2 separate regions of the Mus musculus genome follow, and region 2 is linked to region 1. A link is a contact called in public promoter capture Hi-C data. All regions are on one chromosome and are shown on one strand. Each heading gives the region's core, a stretch centred on a gene start, on an enhancer-like site or on the middle of the called end of the contact. The rest is flanking DNA. Distances are from core to core; before and after follow the strand shown. Region 1 has its middle 11 kb from the start of 2810029C07Rik. Region 2 overlaps Klc1 (kinesin light chain 1).

Region 1 (4,077 bases), core at 476-2,975:
TGGATACACTGTAGCTGTCTTCAGACACACCAGAAGAGGGCATCAGATCCCTTAACAGATGGCTGTGAGCGACCATGTGGTTGCTGGGAATTGAACTCAGGACCTCTGGAAGAGCAGTCAGTGCTCTTAACTGCTGAACCATCTCTCCAGCCCCCCAAAACTTTTATTTATTTACTTCTATCTACCCATCCATCCACCCATCCATCCATCCATCTATCTATCTACAGGATCTCTCTATGTACTTCTGGTTGTCCTAGAACTCACTATGTAGATGAAGCTGGCCTCAAACTCACTCTTCTTCTCAAATCCTGGGATTAAAGGCTGGAGTCCCTTGGGGCTGGAGAGATGTCTCAGTAGTTAATAGCATTGACTGCTCTTCAATTCCCAGCAACCACGTGGTGGCTGACAACCATCAGTAATGCAACAAAGATGTCCTCTTCTAATGTATCTGATGTCAGCTAAAATGTGCTCATATATATTAAAAAAAAAAAAAAGGCTGGAGCCCCATTCTGGCTTAAAAATGCCTTATTCAGGCACTGTTTGTGATTGGACCTCTTTACACATGGAAGATGCTGTTTGCTCTGAGGCCGGGGCATCTTTCCCCCTCAGTGAATCCTTTTGAGGATACTCTAACAAGCCTGCCCCAGGCTGAGCTCTCAGCTGATTCCAGGTGCAATCAGGTTGACAATTAATTAAACATCACACCCATCTATTTTTATTGTTTCTGAATTTCTGTTCCCTATCCCCCAACACACACACAAACACACACAAACCACACAAGCACATGCACACACACACACATGCTCACACATTCTTCTTTGAGACAGGTTCTCACTATGTAGCCCTCATGCAGGGCCAGCCCAGCTGCCTGGAACTCCCTTTGTAGATTAGACTCACCCTGAATACACAGAGATCCAAACGCCTCTGCCTCTTGAGTGCTATTAAAGGCTGCACCATCATGCCTGGCATACTTCTGTTAAAATTTTTTTTTAATTTATTTTTATATATGTGAGTGTTTTGCCTGTATATCTGTGTACCACGTGACTGTCTGGTGTCCACATGTGGGTGCTGGGATCTGAGTCCTGGTTTTCTACAAAGGCAGCCAGTGCTCTTAACCCCGCAGCGCTCTCTCCAGCCCCTCACACACTTGCCTTTGTTGGAGGTTAAGAGGGAGTTGTCTGTGCACTGATCACATTTTCAGTTTGTTCTTCTATTTGGGAGTGTATACATTGTGTCTTCACAGTGCCTGTGGACTGAGTGCTCTTCCTCACTGCGACACAATACTCAGAGAAAACCAATGAAGGAAAGGGTTGTTTTGACCCCCAGTTGCAGAGGTCTTAGCCCGACAGGGTGGGGAGGAAAGGGGGAGGGGAGAGGCAGAGGAGGTGGGAAAAGAGAGGTCTGGCTTAGGACTTTTCCTTTTCCTCAGACCGAGCCTTTCAGGGCCAGACTTCCTTCCTCTGCTAACCCTCCCTGGAAAGAACATACTCAGAGCTGTGATATATTTATTAATCTCCTGGGTGCTTCATAACCCAGTAAGTTGGCAGATCTTGTACCAGCAGATTGTCTAAATTCAAAGCATGTCTGTAGTGCAGTTGTGTCCTCTGGGTTGGCCATGACTTTACTGCCTTGAAGCAGAGCAGCTATGACAATCTGCAAGCCTCCCTTGTAAGTCAGGACTACTAACAGTCTTTTATGAGAGGGCCACGACACCCTGGAGGCTCATTAGCGCCTCCCCAGGATTCCGATAGCAACTATATAAGAGGTGACAGTTGTCTGGGGTGGGATGGGGTGGTGTAGCTGCCTGGGTCATCAATGCCTCTCTAAGTAACCCTGATATGCTAACTGATTTACCTGGCTGGTCTTGAGTAAAGTTCTCCTTTGTGGGGCTGGAGAGATGGCTCAGCAGTTAAGAGCATTGATTGCTCTTCCAGAGGTCCTGAGTTCAATTCCCAGCAACCACACGGTGGCTCACAGCCATCTGTTATGGGATCTGATGTCTTCTTCTGGTGTCTCTGAAGACAGCTACAGTGTACTCGTCATATATATATATATAATAAATAAATAAAATCTTTTTTAAAAAAAGTTCTTGTTTGCTCCTGTAGGTGCCCTCTGCAGTGAGTTGCTTTTTCTTTTTCTTTTCTTTTCTTTTCTTTTCTTTTCTTTTCTTTTCTTTTCTTTTCTTTTCTTTTCTTTTCTTTTCTTTTCTTTTCTTTCTTTTTCTTTTTTTTTCTTTTCTTTTCTTTTTCTTTTTTTTTGGTTTTTCCAGACAGGGTTTCTCTGTATAGCCCTAGCTGTTCTGGAACTCACTTTGTAGACCAGGCTGGCCTTGAACTCAGAAATCTGCCTGCCTCTGCCTCCCAAGTGCTGGGATTAAAGGCGTGTGCCACCACGTCCCACTTGCTCTTTCTTTATGTCTCCCAGGAAAAGAAAATAGAAAATCTCATCTTTCCTTTCCTGTGACTACAATGGCATCGCTTAGAATCTCGTTTGAAAGCCCAGAGATGGTGGCCTGCACCTTTAATCCCAGCACTGTGGTGGCAGAGGCAGGTGGATCTCTCAAGTCAAGGCCAGCCTGGTCTACATTCAGGGAGCAAGTTCCCTGACAGTAGAGACCATAAGCTACTCATTTAAGACTACGTGCTACCTAGGGCCCAATTACCCCAAAGTAAGCCTCAGATGCCGAGAAAACCACCACTGCCAGAAGCAGAAGACTCAGTTTTTGTCCTTGGTATGGTGTTGAAATTACACTCATTGTGTTGGGGACACTGGGTGTGTCTTCCAGATTTGGGAAGCTTTCTCTCGATCTGGGGAGATAACTCATTTGGGAAAGCACTGGCCACACAGGCATGAAGACCCAAGTCAGAATGCCAGTGATTGGCAGGTCTATAATTCAAGCACTTCTGTGGTCAGATGGGAAGCAGAGACAGGAGAGTCAGGAGCTCAAGGGCCAGAGAGCTGTCTCACCTTATTTCAAGGACGGTGGAATGTGAGAATTCAGGTCCCAGGTTGTCCTCTGACCTCCACATGCACTGGGGACAAATGCACGCTTGTGGTCACACACAGAAAAAAATTAAATCCTTTTTCTTACTGTTTAATTGTCTTTCCTCCTTTCTTTCTTTTTTTTTCTTTATTTCATTTTCAAGATTTATTTATTTATTATATGTAAGTACACTGTAGCTGTCTTCAGACACGCCAGAAGGGGGTGTCAGATCTCATTACAGATGGTTGTGAGCCACCATGTGGTTGCTGGGATTTGAACTCTGGACCTTCGGAAGAGCAGTCGGGTACTCTTACCCACTGAGCCAACTCACCAGCCCCCTTCTCCTTTCTTTCTATAATTACTACTAGCCTGGTATAGAATCCCAAGGCACTGCTCATTTTTACCTAAACTGAAGACCTGGCCACATGGTCTTCAGATAGGAAAGCATCCAGTACTGCTAGATGCAACAATGTGGCTGGCTTCACATCACCTTTTAATCTCCTTCCCCTTCTCTTAGAGCTTTTTGTAATTCTTACCCCCACCCCCACCCCCCCACCCTGAGACAGTGTTTCTCTGTGTAGCCCTAGCTGTCCTGGAACTCTCTCTGTTTAACTTTAAACTCAGAGACCCACCTGCTACTGCTATGTCCTGAGCACTGGGACAAAGGTGAGCACCACCACGGTCTGGCTCAACCTCGTTCTTTTGATGAGTCTGGGTTGTCTCAGTGCCACATTCTTCTCTGCTGAGTTGCCTTCGCCTGGTCATAAAAATAAAACAAAACAAACAAACAAAGAAAAAAAAACAACAAAAAACAAAAAACCCCACAGCTGAAGCTGCGTGTGCTGGCTAGCATTTTAATTCCAGCACTTGAGAGGCCAGAACCAGGAGGGTGGATACCTTTAAGTTCCAGACAGCCAGGGTATACAGTGCAGTGTCTCAGAAAACCGCAATGGGCTCTGGCGAGATGGCTCTGTGGTTAAGGGCACTTGGTGCTCTTGCAGAGGACTTGGGCTTGATCCCAGCACCCACATGGTACCTCTTGACCCTCTGTTACTCCAGATCTGATGCCCTCTTCTGGTCTCTGTGGGCACCGG
Region 2 (4,077 bases), core at 983-3,482, 210 kb after region 1:
GGTCCACTGGAAACACACAGAGCTTTTGGGAATGTCTTCTGTACAGTACACGTCTCAGACTTGTGCAAGAGCGTCCATGTTTTCTCTGTCCACCCCTTCCCCCAGCATGTACCTTCCTCTTTGCTGTGATGCTGGGATTTACCTAATATCTCAGCACTGCAGGCTGCCTGTGTGTCATCTCCCAGCTGCTCTTTGCTCTATACTCATTCAGACCTGAATTTCTACCACATTCTCTCTCTCTGTCTCTCTGTCTCTCTGTTTCTCTGTCTTTGTCTCTCTCTTTTCAACTGAGATGTAAAACACATTACATAAAATTCCCCATTTTTAATAAGTCCAATATCCGAATTAAGCGCCCAAAACACCAGGAGATCAGGTATGGTGACTCACTTTGATCTCAATGCTTGGTAAGCTGAGGCAGGAGGACTGCCGTGATTGTAATGAGTTTCAGTCAGCCCAGGCTACAGAGTGAGATGCTTTCTCAGGAGTGGGTCAGTGAAGTTCTGTTGGCAGAGTGCTTGCCTAGCATGTAGGAAGCCCTGGGTCAATCCCAGCTCCCCATAAACTGGGTGTGGTGATATACACTTGTAATCTTAGCACTTGGAAGGTAAGATGATCGTAAACTCAAGGCCAGGGCTGGGCATGATGGCTCAGCAAATACAAATGCTTGCCTGACAATCTGAGTTTGAGTCCTACAACCCATGGTAGTGTTGGAGTTCATCAAAAGACCCTCACTCACAAAGACCACAGAGACCACCATTGCTGCAAACTGCAAGAGGATTTTTATTGATCCAACATGTTGTGGACTCCCTTCTCAGCTTGCAGGCCAGAGGAGAGACCCAGGACAAAGAAAGAACACACTTTTTATACCTTGTAAGGGACAGGTTATGAGCAATAGGGTCTCTGGCTTATTTTAATTGGTGTAGCAGGTAACCTTTTCAGGCATTGGTTGCTTTGTATAGTGACTACCTCTGGCCTAGTGACTCACTTTGCTTGCCCCCATGGTGGGTTATTATCATTTGGTCTGCAAAGCAATAGTACATTTTGAGCTTATGGGTCAGCTATTAACGTCACAGGGAATCCTAGCAAGGTCAGGGTGGTTTGTGGTCTTTTCTCAGAATTCAGTGTGGGGCGGGGGTAGGAGAATTCTTCTGAGGACTGTTATTTTTGTTATGGTTATTTCTCTGAGAACAGCTAATATTATTTTGGCAGCTGCAAGCTTAGTCATTTTAACCGACATAACTATGTTTTTGCATTTGTGTAGTCAGCCAAGCGAGAGAGTGAGAGTGCACATGAGCTCATACACTTTTTCAAACGAAGTTCAAGTTCACGAGCTATGTGTGGAGTAGGAGGCTGGCGTAGGCTAAACAGTTTTGGAGGGCATTTTCATACTTGTATGTTATGAAAATGAACCCACAGGTCGTTTCATGACTGTCAAGGTTTCCACCTACACCATGGAGAGCTGAGACAAGCTGATGTGACTCGAGTTCCCTCCGCTCTAACCAAGGCTTTTCGACATCCTGCCCTGCACACATACCTGCTACACTAACACATATTTCCCACTGCTTTCTGTTTGCCAGCAGGGGTGGGGACCAATGTCTAACAGGCTAGAAGTCTAGACCTTCAAGGCTTCTTCAGATGCAGAAAGGATCTTTTTGCCACAATAAAAAAATAGACTGATGTAACAATGGACCAAGAATAGAACTTCTGAACACACTGAATTTGTTTTGTTTTTGTTTTTGTTTTTCTTTTTTTTCTTTTAAAGATTTATTTATTTAGTATATGTTAGTACACTGTAGCTGTCTTCAGACACACCAGAAGAGGGCATCAGATCTCATTACAGATGGTTGTGAGCCACCATGTGGTTGCTGGGATTTGAACTCAGGACCTCTGGAAGAGCAATCAGTACTCTTAACCTCTGAGCCATCTCTCCAGCCCCTGTGTTTTTCTGAGACAGGGTTTCTGTCCTGGAACTTGATCTGTAGACCAGGCTGGCCTCGAACTCAGAAATCCGCCTGCCTCTTCCTCCCGAGTGCTGGGACTAAAGGCGTGTGCCACCACTGCCCCACTGGATGACTTGTTTGAAAAAAAAATGTTTAGTTAAATTTCCATGTAACCTTCGTTTTTATATGTGCGGTTGTTCTGCTTCCATGCATGCACACATGCATGCATGTGCATCACGTTTGTGCAGTTCCTGCAGAGGCCGGAAGAAGGCGTCAGATTCCCCAAGATGAGTTAAAGACAGTCTCGGATTGCTGTGATAGTGCTTGGCGTGGAGCCCAGGCCCTCAGAGAAGAACCGGTGCTGTTAACTGCTGCGCCCTTTCCATAGCCCCACCCACTCCTCCTGTTGGGGGATTTGGGTTTTGATTGTTGTTTGATTGTCGCTCAGGAAGGCCTCAGATTCACAGCAGCCTTCTTGCTTTGCTTCAGCTTCTCTGTGTTAGGGTTGCAGGTGTTAGACTCTGTGCCTTGCTTGTGTATTTTAGAAGAATGAAATGAACTCTGTGGGTAGAATTTACAAGGAGGCAAATTTCGCTTCAGGAAAAACAATGGGTATCTAACAAAGTGCTGCAGTAACCTGGCAAGGAAGGTACTCAAAAAGTAGTGGAGTCCAGTCCTGAGCAGCGTGCCTGCAACCCCAGGCTCACCAGGGATGCGCCTCAGTCTTTATAGCAGGTTGGGAGATTGGGCAGTTACTGAAGAACTCCTGTGTCTGGTACCCTGAGACCATGCTCCTAACAGCCCCACAAGTGAGACTGCTGACTGCCGAGTCTCAGGAAGGCTGGGCTTAGTGCCTGTCTCCCTGGATTCACAGCCTGTCTCATTCCCACACCCATCTCATTTCTCAGGAACACGATAGCCCCAAACCCTAAACACATTCTCTCCCATCAGGCTCAGGCTCTCTCTCTCTCTCTCTCTCTCTCTCTCTCTCTCTCTCTCTCTCTCCCCCTCTCTCTCTCTCTCTCTCTCTCTCTCTCTCTCTCTCTCTCTCTCTCTCGTGTGTGTGTGTGTGTGTGTGTGTGTGTGTGTGTGTGTGTGTGTGTGTGTCTTATGTCTGTGTGCTGGGGGATGGAACTCAGCTGTGGCTTGGCTTTAATGTGCAGTGGTCTGTTGTGTTCTCCGGCAGCCCCTTAGCCCCCTTTCAGGCCTCAGGCTCAGCTTCTGTTGTCCCTCAGTTTTTCTGTTATGACATTGCTGTGTGATAAGACTGGATCTCCCCATAGGATTGGCTGCTACTCCGTAGTCCACTGTGCTCCCCATCTAGGCGGTGTCTCAGGCCTGTTTTTTAGCTTGTCCTATGGTCTCTGTGTCCCCGGGGGCAGATTCTTACAGATGGTGGATTTCAGGGCCAAGCTTGAGAGTAAGTTTTGGTGTAATGCTTGATTCATTTTGTATGGGAAAGATCAAGCATTCATGCTTCACTCTTGGGAAGTTTAAGTGCTCGGCTCTCAGGTGAGGATGACAGGATGGTCCGTATGCTTTTGTTCCTCACCCTCTATTCCCGGTGCCCTGCCCTGCTCTTGGCTCGTGCTCCTGATTACACCTACAGGTCGATCTTCAACAAAAGCTGGTCCTTAATGTCTTACTTAGTAAAATACACTGTACCAGGACTGGGACCTAGGCCAGGTCAGGAGAACGCCTGATTCTCAGTCATTTTCCGGTCAGCGTCCTCTCCTCCTCCTGTCTTGCCACACAGTGCACATTTACAGCAGTGGCCTCGGAAGCCAAATAAGTGGACAGTGAGACAGTGAATGCAGGGAGGACCTGGCCTCGCTGGAGAGGTGGCTCTGAGACTAAGCACTGACTGCTTTCCAGAGGTCCTGAGCTCAGTTCCCAGCAACCACAGGGTGGCTCACAGCCTGTCATGGGATCTGATGCCCTCTTCTGGCATGCAGATATACAGGCAGATAGAGCACTCACACATTTAAAAAAAAAAAAAGAAAGAGGGGGCTGGTGAGATGGCTCAGCGGGTAAGAGCACCTGACTGCTCTTCCAAAGGTCCTGAGTTCAAATCCCAGCAACCACATGGTGGCTCACACCCATCTGTAACGAGATCTAATGCCCTCTTCTGATGTGT

Evidence for each region. Capture Hi-C pulls out chosen DNA fragments and counts their contacts.
Region 2: a promoter capture Hi-C map of adipose tissue shows a contact between it and region 1. The contact joins two enhancer-like sites. A contact is called at or near these places in 1 of 115 datasets of contacts at active chromatin or transcription factors (embryonic stem cells) and 2 of 9 other capture datasets (adipose tissue and liver).

Annotation. Positions count from the first base shown.
Region 1 is chr12:111,561,571-111,565,647 of GRCm38.p6, forward strand. No RefSeq gene overlaps it. Among named protein-coding and RNA genes, the nearest start is that of 2810029C07Rik, 11 kb to the right of the region's middle. Within about 2 kb of position 1,726, at least 28 of the 459 cell types and tissues checked have an H3K27ac peak or open chromatin away from gene starts, as enhancers often do. A contact at or near this core is called in adipose tissue, where this site is marked.
Region 2 is chr12:111,767,224-111,771,300 of GRCm38.p6, forward strand. The region is part of intron 1 of Klc1 (kinesin light chain 1); the gene reads left to right. Among named protein-coding and RNA genes, the nearest start is that of Klc1, 10 kb to the left of the region's middle. Within about 2 kb of position 2,233, at least 74 of the 459 cell types and tissues checked have an H3K27ac peak or open chromatin away from gene starts, as enhancers often do. A contact at or near this core is called in adipose tissue, where this site is marked.